Regions from separate parts of the Mus musculus genome. Here region 2 is linked to region 1. Evidence: chromatin contacts called from public HiCAR-type data. All regions are on one chromosome and are shown on one strand. The core of a region is the stretch at or near the end of the contact, and the rest is flanking DNA. Distances in the headings are between cores, read along the strand shown. Region 1 holds the start of Ucn (urocortin). Region 2 holds the start of Maea (macrophage erythroblast attacher).

The links. HiCAR-type assays count read pairs that join an accessible place to other places.
Region 2: a HiCAR-type map of astrocytes shows a contact between it and region 1, with 8 times the contacts expected there. The contact joins the promoter of Maea here to the promoter of Ucn in region 1. A contact is called at or near these places in 1 of 39 promoter capture datasets (liver) and 1 of 115 datasets of contacts at active chromatin or transcription factors (astrocytes).

The regions. Positions count from the first base shown.
Region 1 is chr5:31,136,488-31,142,555 of GRCm38.p6, reverse strand. It overlaps Ucn (urocortin), which reads left to right and starts at 3,661. Exons shown (of 2, transcript NM_021290.2): 1 at 3,661-3,759; 2 at 4,023-4,567. The coding sequence starts at 4,036. The coding sequence ends at 4,404. Trim54 (tripartite motif-containing 54) reads right to left here. Exons shown (of 9, transcript NM_021447.2): 6 at 5,781-5,803; 7 at 5,544-5,668; 8 at 5,343-5,435; 9 at 4,930-5,079. The coding sequence ends at 5,063. Mpv17 (MpV17 mitochondrial inner membrane protein) reads left to right here. Exons shown (of 8, transcript NM_008622.6): 8 at 706-1,893. The coding sequence ends at 775. It overlaps Gm15469 (a long non-coding RNA gene), which reads left to right and starts at 5,119. Exons shown (of 2, transcript XR_003955738.1): 1 at 5,119-5,829.
Region 2 is chr5:33,332,606-33,339,012 of GRCm38.p6, reverse strand. It overlaps Maea (macrophage erythroblast attacher), which reads right to left and starts at 3,441. Exons shown (of 9, transcript NM_021500.2): 1 at 3,368-3,441. The coding sequence starts at 3,436.

The DNA.
Region 1 (6,068 bases), core at 2,412-4,911:
AATGGATGACAGCAGGCAGGGCATTATTTTTAGAAGTGAAATCTTGGGCTGGTGAGATGGCTCAGTGGGTAAGAGCACCCGACTGCTCTTCCAAAGGTCCGGAGTTCAAATCCCAGCAACCACATGGTGGCTCACAACCATCCATAACAAGATCTGATGCCCTCTTCTGGTGCGTCTGAAGACAGCTACAGTGTACTTACATATAATAAATAAATAAATAAATCTTTAAAAAAAAAATAAAATAAAAAGAAGTGAAATCTTGGCTGATATAAGGTATACAGATATATTTGGAAAGGTCTAGGTAGACGAGTCATTTATTGAAAGAGAGCTGCTGGATGGGTGATATGACTCAGTGGGTGAGAGCCCTTGCTGCCAGACCTGATGCCCTGAGCCCATGCCTTGGAACCCACATGGTAGAAGGAGAGATCCGGCTCCCCAGAGTCGTCCTCTGACTTTCATGTGCATACATACACACATAGACAAAATTAATAAGGAAAAGGAGTGAGCTGTGAGGCCTTCATCTGACAGGCGGAGCTCTGAGATAGAGCAGGACTGAACTGGTTGTCTCCTGGTCTGAAGCTGCAGTCCCTACTCATGGGGCTCAGAGGAACACAGCCCAAACCTGGAACTTCCTGCGTAAGTCCTTTCCATTGCTCTCCCTACCCTGCTCCTTCTCTTCTTCACAGTAGCATTCTTGTCCCTTAGGTTGGCTGTTGTCCAGTGTGTTGCTATTGTCTGGAACTCCTACCTATCCTGGAAGGCACATCAGTTCTAAGCGTGCCTTGTTCCATGGTTTGCACCTTGTACTGATGCACCGTGACCCTGGAATGCTTGGACAGCTTCTTCAAACTAACCACATCAGGACTGGAGCGGTGACTCAGCTGTTAGAAGCACGGATTATCTGCTCTACAGAGGACCTAAATTTGGTTCCAAGCACCCACATCGGGTGGCTCACAACTCCCTATGTCTCAAGCTCCAGGAGATCTGATGTTCTCTTCTGGCCTCTGAAGCACCTGCACAAACATGTATATACCCACGAATAGACACGCATTTGTAATTAAGCACACAATGAAATCTTTAAAAGGAAGGAGTGTGTCAGCTTCCATGCTATGGGGTTGCTGATCAGAATAGGGTGACCACTCTGAAGTGGCACATTTCACTTTAACCACTAAGACATTTATAATATTGCTGTCACTCTGGCCCTTAGCTGATGGGGACACACTATAAGAATTGTGTCCTGGGGGCTGGAGAGATGGCTCAGCCTGTAAGAGCACTGACTGCTCTTCAGAAGCTCCTGAGTTCAAATCCCAGCAACCACATGGTGGCTCACAACCATCTGTAAAGAGATCTGACGCCCTCTTCTGGAGTGTCTGAAGACAGCTACAGTGTACTCATATTTAATTAATTAATTAATAATTAATTAATTAATATAGAATTGTGTCCTGGAAGCCAGGCATGGTGGTACATGCCTTCAATCCCAGCACTTGGGAGGCAGAGGCAGGCAGATTTCTGAGTTCAAGGTCAGCCTAGTCTACAGAGTGAGTTCCAGGACAGCCAGGGCTATACAGAGAAACCCTGTGTCAGGAAAAAAAACAAAAAAACAAAACCAAAAAAAAAAAAATGAAAGTCTGTGTCAGTCTCAACCTAGTGACAATCCTGCCTCAGCTTCTCAGCTTCTCAAATGCTGGATTAGAGAATTGTGTCTTGGGCTACAGATATCGCTCAGTGATTAAGAGCACTGACTGCTCTTCCAGAGGTCCTGAGTTCAAGTCCCAGCAATCACATGGTGGCTCACAACCATCTGTAATGGGGTCTGATGCCCTCTTCTGGTGTGTCTGAAGACAGCTACAGTGTACTCATATACATTAAATAAATAAATCTTTTTTTAAAATCAAACAAGAATTGTGTCTTTAGCAGTTTTGTCACTGTGCACACATAAGGAGTATACTTATGCAGATGGTAACAATCAGTTGCTCAACATGGCCTCTTCGTGCACAAGCATGTGGTGTATTTTTCTGCTGCCAGTCTGACATGGTATACTGTTTTACAGAGAGCTTTTTCATATGTAGAACACTGTCATTAAGATGTATACGCTGTACATAATTGCACAAGATATACTTCCATATTACTGCCAGCTTGGTCTGTTTCCACCAGCATTATTGCAGATTCATGAATAATGCACCAAACTGAGACATAAGAACTAATGCTGCTATGTGGTAGGGATATTTCAGCTCCGCTATGATTATCTGAAGCCACCATTGTGTGTTGCCATCACTGACTAAAAGGTTGCTATGCAGCATGACTGTCTACATTCCCACCACATAGTATATTCCTCACAGATATTTGTAGAATAATATGACCTTGCCAACTTTACACCTATGTCCCAATAGCTAGCACACGTCCCCACTCTGTATAGATACAACTTCCTGTCTAGAGTTGAGACTTGAACTCAGCATTGTGGATGCTAGTCACGTGCTCTAACAACTAAGCAACATCCCTAGACTAGAGTGGCTATCACGCTTAACTTTTCTAGGTCCTAGTGCCTTTCGAGACCCTGTCAGGGACTTTATAGGCACAGAAATAGATACATTATTATCTGGGATCTGCAGTGGCTATGAATAAGACCCTTCAGAAGAGCACAGACCTGTCTGTAACTGGAAAGAAGCAGAGGCTGTTCATTTACAAAGACAGACGCCAATGGTTTCAGAAGTGAGGGACCTGACTACACAAGCTGGTGGCAGAGGAGGAACTTGGGCCAAAGTTTTCTCACTTCTACCTAGTGATTTCTTCGTTTTCGTGTGTGTGTTTGTGTGTGTGTGTGTGTGTGTGTGTGTGTGTGTGTGTGTGTGTGTGTGTGTTCAAAACTGGGTTTCTTTGTGTAGTCTTGGAACCAGCTCAGTAGACCAGTCTGGCCTCAAACTCAGAGATCTGCCTGCCTCTGTCTCCTGGGTGCTATGATTAAAGGAGTGCACCAGCACCACCCCAGCTCCTGACCTAGAAGGTAAAAAGGTATAATAGTACTGTTTCTGTGTTTCCTAGGAAAAAGCTGACTTTGCCAAACTCAGGAGGTACGTTAAGTTCTGAAAGCCAAACACCCTTTTATGCCATTCTGACACCTGTAGATTTTAGTTTGTACTGCTGTACAATGGTCAGTAGAATGGGTCAGACCCACTGTATTGGAGAGCCTTTGGGTGGGACTGTGTTGTCTGAGCCCCTGCCAGCAGAGCATTTCTGATCTCAATTTGAGGACCCAGTAGCCGGCCTAGGGACCGTGTCTAAGCAGCCCAGGCTTCTCCCCAGAACTTCTGTCCAGATTGTGGCTGTGAAGAAGTTCGGAACCACGGACAGCTCCACAGTCCTCCCTCTCTACTTGAGAAGAGAAACAACCCCTGACTATTCCTGCTCTGGAGACATTGGTGGTTCTGTGTCGGGGAAGGACTCTGCATCCGGAAGATCTATCTTTATGGCTCTGCCAGCTTCTCCCTCTACAGCCAGGGTGCTTCCAAAGATAGCTCCAGGGACACAAAGTCAGGATACGCACCCCTCTGGGGGCTCGAAGCTGCTGGACTCAAAGCTGCCGGTGTCATTGTTTCTACAATCAGTTCATGTTCTTCGCTGACGTCAGTCGGAGCTGTCCTGGTGCTATATAAGGCTGGCGGCGGTCCCGGGACAGACCCCGTGCTCCCCAAGGCGTCTTCAGCCCGTCCCCGGGGACAGAGTGGAGCTCCATCTTGCACTGGGCAGACACTCCGATAACCTGTGAGTGGCTTGAAGCAACGATCCAGACTCCCTTACCACCAAGACTCTGCACTCAGCCCACCCACTGTGACCTGCCGGGAGGGAAGGAGGGAGAGAGGGGTGGAACTGGACTGGCACAGCGCCTAGGGCTGGTGGGCAGGATGTGGACACCAGGCAACAGCTGGAGGGTCTCGGCAGGGGCACTGGGCGTGCGCGCCAAGGGGCTCGTGTTACCTGCGGCTGCTCCAAGTGCACCTCACCCTATGCTGCCCCTGTGTGTCCAGGGCAGGCGGCACCATGATACAGAGGGGACGCGCTACGCTCCTGGTGGCGTTGCTGCTCTTGGCACAGCTTCGCCCGGAGAGCAGCCAGTGGAGCCCAGCGGCTGCGGCGGCAACTGGGGTCCAGGATCCGAATCTGCGATGGAGCCCTGGAGTGCGGAATCAGGGCGGCGGCGTCCGCGCGCTCCTCTTGCTGTTAGCGGAGCGCTTCCCGCGCCGCGCAGGATCTGAGCCTGCGGGCGAGCGGCAGCGACGGGACGACCCTCCACTGTCCATCGACCTCACCTTCCACCTGCTGCGGACCCTGCTGGAGCTAGCTCGGACACAGAGCCAGCGCGAGCGCGCAGAGCAGAACCGCATCATATTCGATTCGGTGGGCAAGTGATCGGCCCCGTATGGGGTCACGAAAGCCTTGACCCTTTCCCTTACCTACCCCGGGGCTGGAACGCGCACAACCGGAGCTGTCTCAGTCCCGCGGTGCAGCGCCGCCCAGAGTCACCCTGAATACTCTGAGTGGTTATTTTTTAATAAAACTGCCCAAGAGCTTAGCCTCTATCTTCTGTCATAGTGGTGAGAGGGCACCGGCAACTACAGTTAGGGTAAGAACTTTTGGGAAAGTGGAGCTCTCCAGGCCGGTAGGAGAGACAAGCATGCTAAATGAGATGGGAGAGGAAGCCTATTAAATTCCTGGGAGCCCTTCCCCCAACCCGCCAGATCCCGGAACTCGGAGGTCTGATACCCTTTCAGGGTCTCCGGCTTAGGAGGCAACCTCTAGTGTAAAGGGAATGGCCACGAGGGACTATTTCGCCTCCGCCCCTTCAGATGGTCTGGGGTTGAGAAAGGGTAGAGCGATGGCGAGGTTGCTTCTATAGCTGAGCCTAGGAGTGGACAGCAAAAGGAGCCGAGGACGTGGGACACTTGAGTCCTTTATTGAGAACCTTCCCGGGGGCGGGAAGCCGAGCTTGGTGGCGCGGTGGTCTCTGCGCAGATCCTCAGCATCCCTTGGCTCCCGCTTCGGGTGTGCGCTCTGGATCAGAGTCGGGTCAGTGCAGGCCTGAGCCTGGGGGGGGGGGGGGAATTAACCGCCCGGTGAGCGGGTGCTCCAAACGAACAAGGCACTCCCGACAGCTCGCTCTCCCAGGCAGCGGGGGTTCTATTACACGGTACCTTGCAGGCTCCCCCAAAGCCGTGGGGAAACGTGCACTTTTCAGAGCGCTAGGCGGTGCGCTTTGAGGCTCCTGGTGTCTGCCTTGAAGGCAATCACCCAAGGGACCGTGAGTTTGGTAACTACTCCTCACCCCCAAACCTTCGTCCAACTCTCACCTTCTGGCACGTCCAGCCGCTCCTCCTCCAGCCCCGCATTGCCCTCCTCCCCATCCAAAGCCATGTCGTCATCCTCTTCATCCCCAGCGGCGCCTAGGTGGAAGGCAGGTCTAGTGAGGTGGAGCCCCTGCTCTTCTGGCCGTAGCACCCACCTCGTACCCCTTCAGCAGGTCTAAACAGTCCCTCTCCCGGCTCCCTCACCCGGCTGGAAGTCGATGGTTCGCAACATTTCGGCCACGTGCTCCACGCTCACAGAGAATTGCTCCATGCTCTCATAGCCTGGCTCCGGCCGTCCTGCCAGCTCCACCTTCGACATTGCCCCGACCCTGTGATGGCCACAAGGGCTCAGCAGAGGGACCCCGCTCCCTCAAGCCCCTCCCAGGTCAGAAGGAAAGAATCCACAGGGTCCCTTCCTTTCCCACCGCGCAGTCCACTCACTTGTTGATCAGCTCCTTTGCCTGCTGCAGGGGAGAAAAGGAGGGCCAAGGTGAGCACTGGGCCAGCCCTGGTAAAATCCCAATTCTGATTCTCGCCAATCTTGCGGGGTAGGAAGGGATTTATATCCCAATTCAAGGGGGTTGGGGGGGGGCGAGAGACAGAAACAGAGAGATAGAGACAGAGAGAGAGAGACCGAGAGACCGAGAGACAGAAACAGAGAAAGAGACAGAGACAGGAACACAGAGAGAGAGAAACATACAGAGAGATAGAGACAGAGACAGAATGACC
Region 2 (6,407 bases), core at 2,192-4,691, 2.2 Mb before region 1:
GGTACACCACCAGGGTGAGATTCAGAAAGAAGCTGGGGTCCAGGGCTGGCTACCCCAATATCTTCAGGTCCTGACACTGGACAGTTGCCACCTGATTAGGTGGCAAGTAGAAAAGGTGACACAATACTATGCTACAGCTACCTGAAGGGGGGGTTAAAAAAAAAAGAGTAGAAATATTAATGGAATGATGATCACTTCAGTAGACTAAAGAAGAAAAATCTCCCTTTATAACAACAACAAAAAGCTTAAAAAAATAATTCAAACAGGGGATCTTAGTTTATGATTCTGGGCCACGAATCCTAGTCTCCCCTTGCTTCAAAGACCTGTCACTTTCAATCTGGCACCAGTCAGACTTCAACAGGAAAAAAAGCTACAGTCAGAATACAAGAGGATGTCTCATGAACCACATTCCCAGAGCTCTGAAAAACACAGAAACAAGTTCCCTAAAGCAACATTCAGTCCAGAGGTCCTCATGCTGGTGACTTTGTATCCAAGGCAACCTGGCAATGTCTGGAGGTATTCTGGGGATACTCCTACACCTGGTAGGTAGAGGCTAGGGATACCACTGGGATAATGAAGCTGGAAGGTTCCAAGGCTTATAAAGAAGCCTGTGCCAGGCCACCACTATGGAGGAAACACAGGAACAGAAAAGAGCCATGCCCAGGGTCAGGGGATGCCACCATAGCCCCTCACAGGAAAAGAAGATGGCTGCCAGGTGCCTGAGACTGCAAAACAGACATCTAGGTCCACTGCTTAAGCCACCCGCCAGATCCCAAGGCTGCACATCTGAAGAGGCCTTGCTCTGCAGGTGAACAATCTGTCAATAAACATACATAAGTTATGAAATGTTCAAAGAATAAATCTTAAAAAATTTAAGTCTGTCCAGTATACTGCAGTCCCAACTGCTTTTGGGGAGCCCTCCAGCCACCAGTCTTCACTTCTGGGAGGGATCCCAACCCACATGCCATACATGCATCTGGACCCTCCTAAGGACTGACCACAAACACCTCTCTCCTGGTATTCTGATTGATTCTGTCATCAAACACTTCTGAATCAAAGTATAAAGTGCCCACCATCAATTACTGTTGAAAAAGTACAGAAGTGCAGCTAAGTATGCATCTCAGTTGGCAGGATGTTTGCCCATCATGCAGATGTCCTGGATCTGATCTCTCTCACTGCACTGCCTGGAATCCCAGCATTCAGGAGACAGTAAGAAGGATCAGAAACTCAAGGTCATCCTTAGCTATCCCAGTGAGTTACAGCCCAGCCAAGGCTACAACAGACCTGTCTCAAAAAAAAACAAGTCAAAACCAGCCAAACAACAACAATGTAAGGGGAAAACGTGAACAAAGCAAAGATACACTGTCAACAAAGCAGAGAAGTTATAAGGCAAGGGTCTGCAGGACCTGGAGGGAGTAGCATTTCTACTCACAAAAACTTTTCTTTCTATCATTCGTCAAAGAGAAAAAAAGAAAAGAAAAGGTGTGATTCTGTTTCCATGACACCACCACCTCTCTGTACCTGCACAGAGATCCACAGAATCGTTTTCGTCAGAGCTGTGCAATAGCTTTGGAATGCAGAGTGCATTCCTGGTCACCAGAGGACGGACTGGAGGAACCCTGACCATCCATTTCACTGCCTAATGCGTTCAGTAAGCCAGAGAGGGAGGGAGCTCTGAAACCTTTCCTGTCTGTGGGTCCCAAATTCACCAGCCAGAACAAATAGCCACGTTCTCCCAAAGCAACCTCATTGCAACAGGTCTGGAAGTCCTGGCGAGGCCCAGACGTCAGTGGTTACAGGTCTAGTGATAGAAGGCCCCAAGTATGACCACTGTTAAGAGTCAGGGTTTCCATCTGTCAATCAACAGAAATCCAAGAGTGCCAGGAAACTACAGGATTGGTAAGAGTCACCTGTAATCCCAGCACTCGGATTCATGGCCTACAGAAGCCTGCCTCAAAAAAAAAAAAAAAAAAAAAAAAAAAGAAAAGAAAAGAAAAGAAAAGAAAAGAAAGAAAGAAAACAAGGCCTGAGGATGTAGCTCAGTAGCAGAGCATTGGCCTAGCACGTACAAGACCGAGGTCTGTCACAAGTACCTCCTACTCCCCCAAGCCATACATTTTGAACATCTGACAAAAAAGACTGGTGGTGTTTGCTCCCTTCCTTAGTCAAATAAAGCACAGGATACAAAACATTGATCAAATATGGCTGCTCACCAACTATAGAAGAAGGCCAGCTGGGCCTTGCTTCTGCCCTCCTGTGAAGACAAACTACTCCAGAGCAGTCAGATGTCACAGGGACAATGACAAGAGATGCCTTCCAGGGAATGCCAAGACTTCCATGTGCAATATAAGCTCGCTCACTTCACCCTCGGGGAGGAAAACAAGTGCTCCCTAGGGCTTACATCAGACAAGGGAACACCAGCAGAAGTCAGGTGCCTCCCATACAATCTGGGTCTCCCTAAGCACAGAAAAAGCGGTCTCGCCTAGAACCTGTAGTCTTCAACCTTAGCTAAACGACCCACCCACCCACCACCAAACAACCACTGGGTCACCAAAGAGATGGATGAGGTGCCAAGAGCTCCAGAAGAAAAGCTGCCCAGACCTCAGCCAAGGAATGTAGAACACGAAGGCTCTGCCGGCCTTCCTTGGAACCAAAGAATTTTTTTCTTCCTCTTAAGGCTTTTCTTCCCAGGTACTTCACCGCAGTCCATCCGGTACCATCAAGCCCTCTAGCAACTGAAGCCTCCCAGTCTTCCGGCGGGGATGAACGTTTGTCCTAAAGGAACGCACTGGCGCAGCGACCACCCAAGGTCACGCCCCGGAAACCAAGGGCAGGAGCTGCGCTGGAGTTCTGGGGACGCCCAGCGAGGCGGGGTGCCACCGGGTCGCCAGTGCTCCCCACTGGCCCCCTAATTAGCACCAGAGGCATGCCCGCCACGCCCCAGGCCGAGCTTCCGGAAGGACGCCCCGGGGCCGCCGCGACCCACCTCCGCGTCCAGGGCCCCTGGTTCTTTAGTGCCCGCCGCCCCGGCCGTGGCCTCGCTGCCCGCACTCGCACGGCCCGCAGCCTCTCGGCTTTGAAGGCTGGGTGGGAGGCAGGGCTCAGGCCCCGCCGCCCGGGCCTCGGAAGCCCTCTGACTCTGTCGCCCCGCACCACCTAGGTCACAGTACACCGAGAGGTCCCCCTTGGCCCCATCGGGAGGCCCCGGCCCGTGCCCATCGCGCTGGAGAGCCGCAGCCCCACCGCCCCCGACCCCGCCCCCGGCCGTGCAGTCCCTCCAGAAGCGACTCCGGCAGCGACCCAGCCCCTGCACCACCACGACCCCTCCCAAGATGCGGTGGCGACCCTAGCCGCGCCTAGAACGCACCTTGAGGGTCGGGTACTCCTGCACCTTCAGGGTCATGGACAGCTGGGCCGCCGACTCCTGCACCGCCATCTTGGGCCGGCCGAGCGGAGGAGGCGGGTACGGGGCACGCCGGATAGTGACGTGCTACGTACGGGAGCAGGCGGAGCGGCTATGAGTCTGCACCAATCGTGTCACCGGGCCGCCCGAGCGGAAGAAGGCCAGAGCCAATCATCTTTCACGGGCTCGACCAATCGCCGGCAGCTCTAGAGAGCGGCTTCCTCATTGAATTGTCCGCTGGCGTAGGCCGCAGATGCGGATTTAGTAGAGCGGGGATCCCGACGCCATGGACGTTCGGAGGGTTGGGGCTGAGACGACTCACGTTGTGGTCGCACCCCCCCCCCACACACACACCTCCGAAGTCGCCTCCCGTAGTGGTCACAGGCCCTGCCTCAGCGCTCGGTGGCCGTTATCTCTGAATGGTCACTTAGGGGTGCGGTTTTTGCCATCCGGGAACTACTTTCCTTCATCTCCATTTTCGCCGATTAACAGCTCTGGCGTCCAAGAGCGGGCTTCCCAATAAAAGATAAAGAATGTTTACAATAGAATAAGACAGGGAGGGGCTATCGAGCAGCTGTGCTTTCCTGCCAGTAATAACATAAGGAACACTTGGGAACTGCATTTGTGAAAAAGCGATGAATCCTTGATTTGGGGTCCAAAAGGCGTCTGAAGGTGTCCAGTCCCTGACCTAAACTTGTAGTCAAGTTGAATTCCTGGAGCAATAGTAATGATCAGTTAACATCTTTCTGATAAACTAAGCAACGTGGATCTTCCAGGGCTCCTGAGTGAAAGCAATTATCTGTGATGTAGGCTTCACCCTACAGCACATGTCACAAGACCTGAGAATCAGTCTGTTCCCTAAGGCAATGAGGACTTCTTTAAACCACCTGAAAAACAGAATTGAAGTAACTATCAACCAGACCACACCTTGACTGAGATTGCTTAATTATCATGCCTTTTACCTACATTCTAATTCTTCTATTTTGAACTCAATTTGGCCATTTGTTGGTAGCCAGACAATAAACTTGAGGGTCACTAAAACCCTTTATCTGAACTGAATGGCTTTTTTTTTTTTTTTTTTTTTTTTTTTTTTTTTTTTTTGGTGAATTGAACCTACCTCACGTTTGCATGATTTCTGCAGAAGCCAGAAGAGAGCGTTAGATCCCCCAGGAACTAGAGTTACAGATTGTTGTGAGACAAGCACATGGGTGCTGAGTACTAAACTTGAGTTCTCTACAAGACCAGCATGTGCTCTTAACCCATGAGCCATCTCTCCAGCCCTCCTCGCCTGCTTTTAAAATTAAAAATGGAATTACATTTCATTCCTTAGGAAATGACTTCTACATTAAGTTGTCTTTTGTATTTTACAGAACTGGATCTTTGTTTTGTTTTTCCTTGAGACTCTATCTTGGAACTCTATGTAGACCAGGCTAGCCTCGAACTCAACAGAGATTCTCTTGTTTCACAGATCTTCTGTGCCCCTTCTCAGATGATACCATCTCCCATGCAGGTTCCATGCCTCCCTCCCCCTAGTCTTTAGTCTTATAGAGTTAGATGATGAAGAAATCAGTGACTGTGAGTCCTCCAGTCCACATTTGCACAGTGGCATTACATATTCCCCTCTGTAGCCATTCTGTCTGACTCTCTTACATGGTCACATTTAAGTCCAGGGCTGTAATATATGATGTTGGCCCCCTTAGAGGCCAACTTTGTGGCTTCCTGGATTCAAAACTAACCCAAAGAGAGAAACATATATTCTTCTCTGATGCTGTCAGTGAAAGAGCCTAGTGGGGAAACCCCCACTCAACTCCCGATTTGGCGTGCACCCAAGAATCACGAACAGACGACCATCTTGATGTAAAAACACGAGGTAGTTTAATGGCAGAGCTCTGGGTCGAAACATATCTCACGCAGGAGACAGTGGTTTCGACCCCTGTTGCGTCCAACTCAACCAGCAAGGAAAACAAACCACCAGTTCTTCTTAAAGCAGTTTGCTCAGGCAGCTTCTCTCTTCAAATCCCCCGCCTCTCGGGGTACAAGAGTTTTTATCCACTCAAGCCACAACCATGCCTCAATCAATCACCACAGGTCACATCACCTCACCAGGCAGGCTTGCTCAGCCAATCAGGGATTAAGGGCAAGCCATCCACCAAATATGGGCTTGTTGACTGCCTGGCACAGATTTCTGTCCGGCTGACCAGGGAGTCCGGAATGGCTTCCCACAGACCCTTTAATGGCGGAGCTCATGAAGGAGACAGTGGATTTGACCATGAGGCTTGGAAGCTAGTGGTTTCTAAAGAAAAGGGGTGGGGCTGGGGGAGGAATTGGCGCAGTTTCACATGATTGGTTCATTTAAACATCAGCAGGGAAGAATTGGCGTGGTTTCACATGATAGGTCCATTTAAACATCAGCAGCCTGTTAACATTTAACTTAGGTCAGAAGGGTGGGAGATAGGGAGGCGCCAGGCCAGTCTGGCATGTCATTCTCTTTATCTTTCTTTATCTTTATGGCCAAGCAGCCTCAGGAATGTCTTAACGACAGGCCTGCCCAGGCATGTCCTGGCCTGTTCTGCTATGTTCTCAGCCCCAGGTTTCAAAGCACACAAACAACTCTTTGGGCTATTTGACATACATTACATGAATCACAGGTCTCAAGTTTTATTTTCTTTCATCAGGATGGTATGTCTAGGGTTGTAGGAATGAATTCTTATTCTGTTGATTTAAAGAATAAAAAGACAGGAAAAGCAAAGCCTTACCATTCAACCATGCTTTGTTGAAAGCAGAAGCGCATACACAAAGGCATGACAAAACACAAAAAGATGATGGTCTCCCCAGTAGGGAGGGAACCAAAAGATTGCGCCAGAGTCTGCTCAGATGGTAGGGAGATTTTATGTTTGGGCATGTGTTGGGAGCCGCCCCCACATTCGCCGTCACAAGATGGCGCTGACATCCTGTGTTCTAAGTGGTAAACAAATAATCTGCGCATGTGCCAAGGGTATTTTAC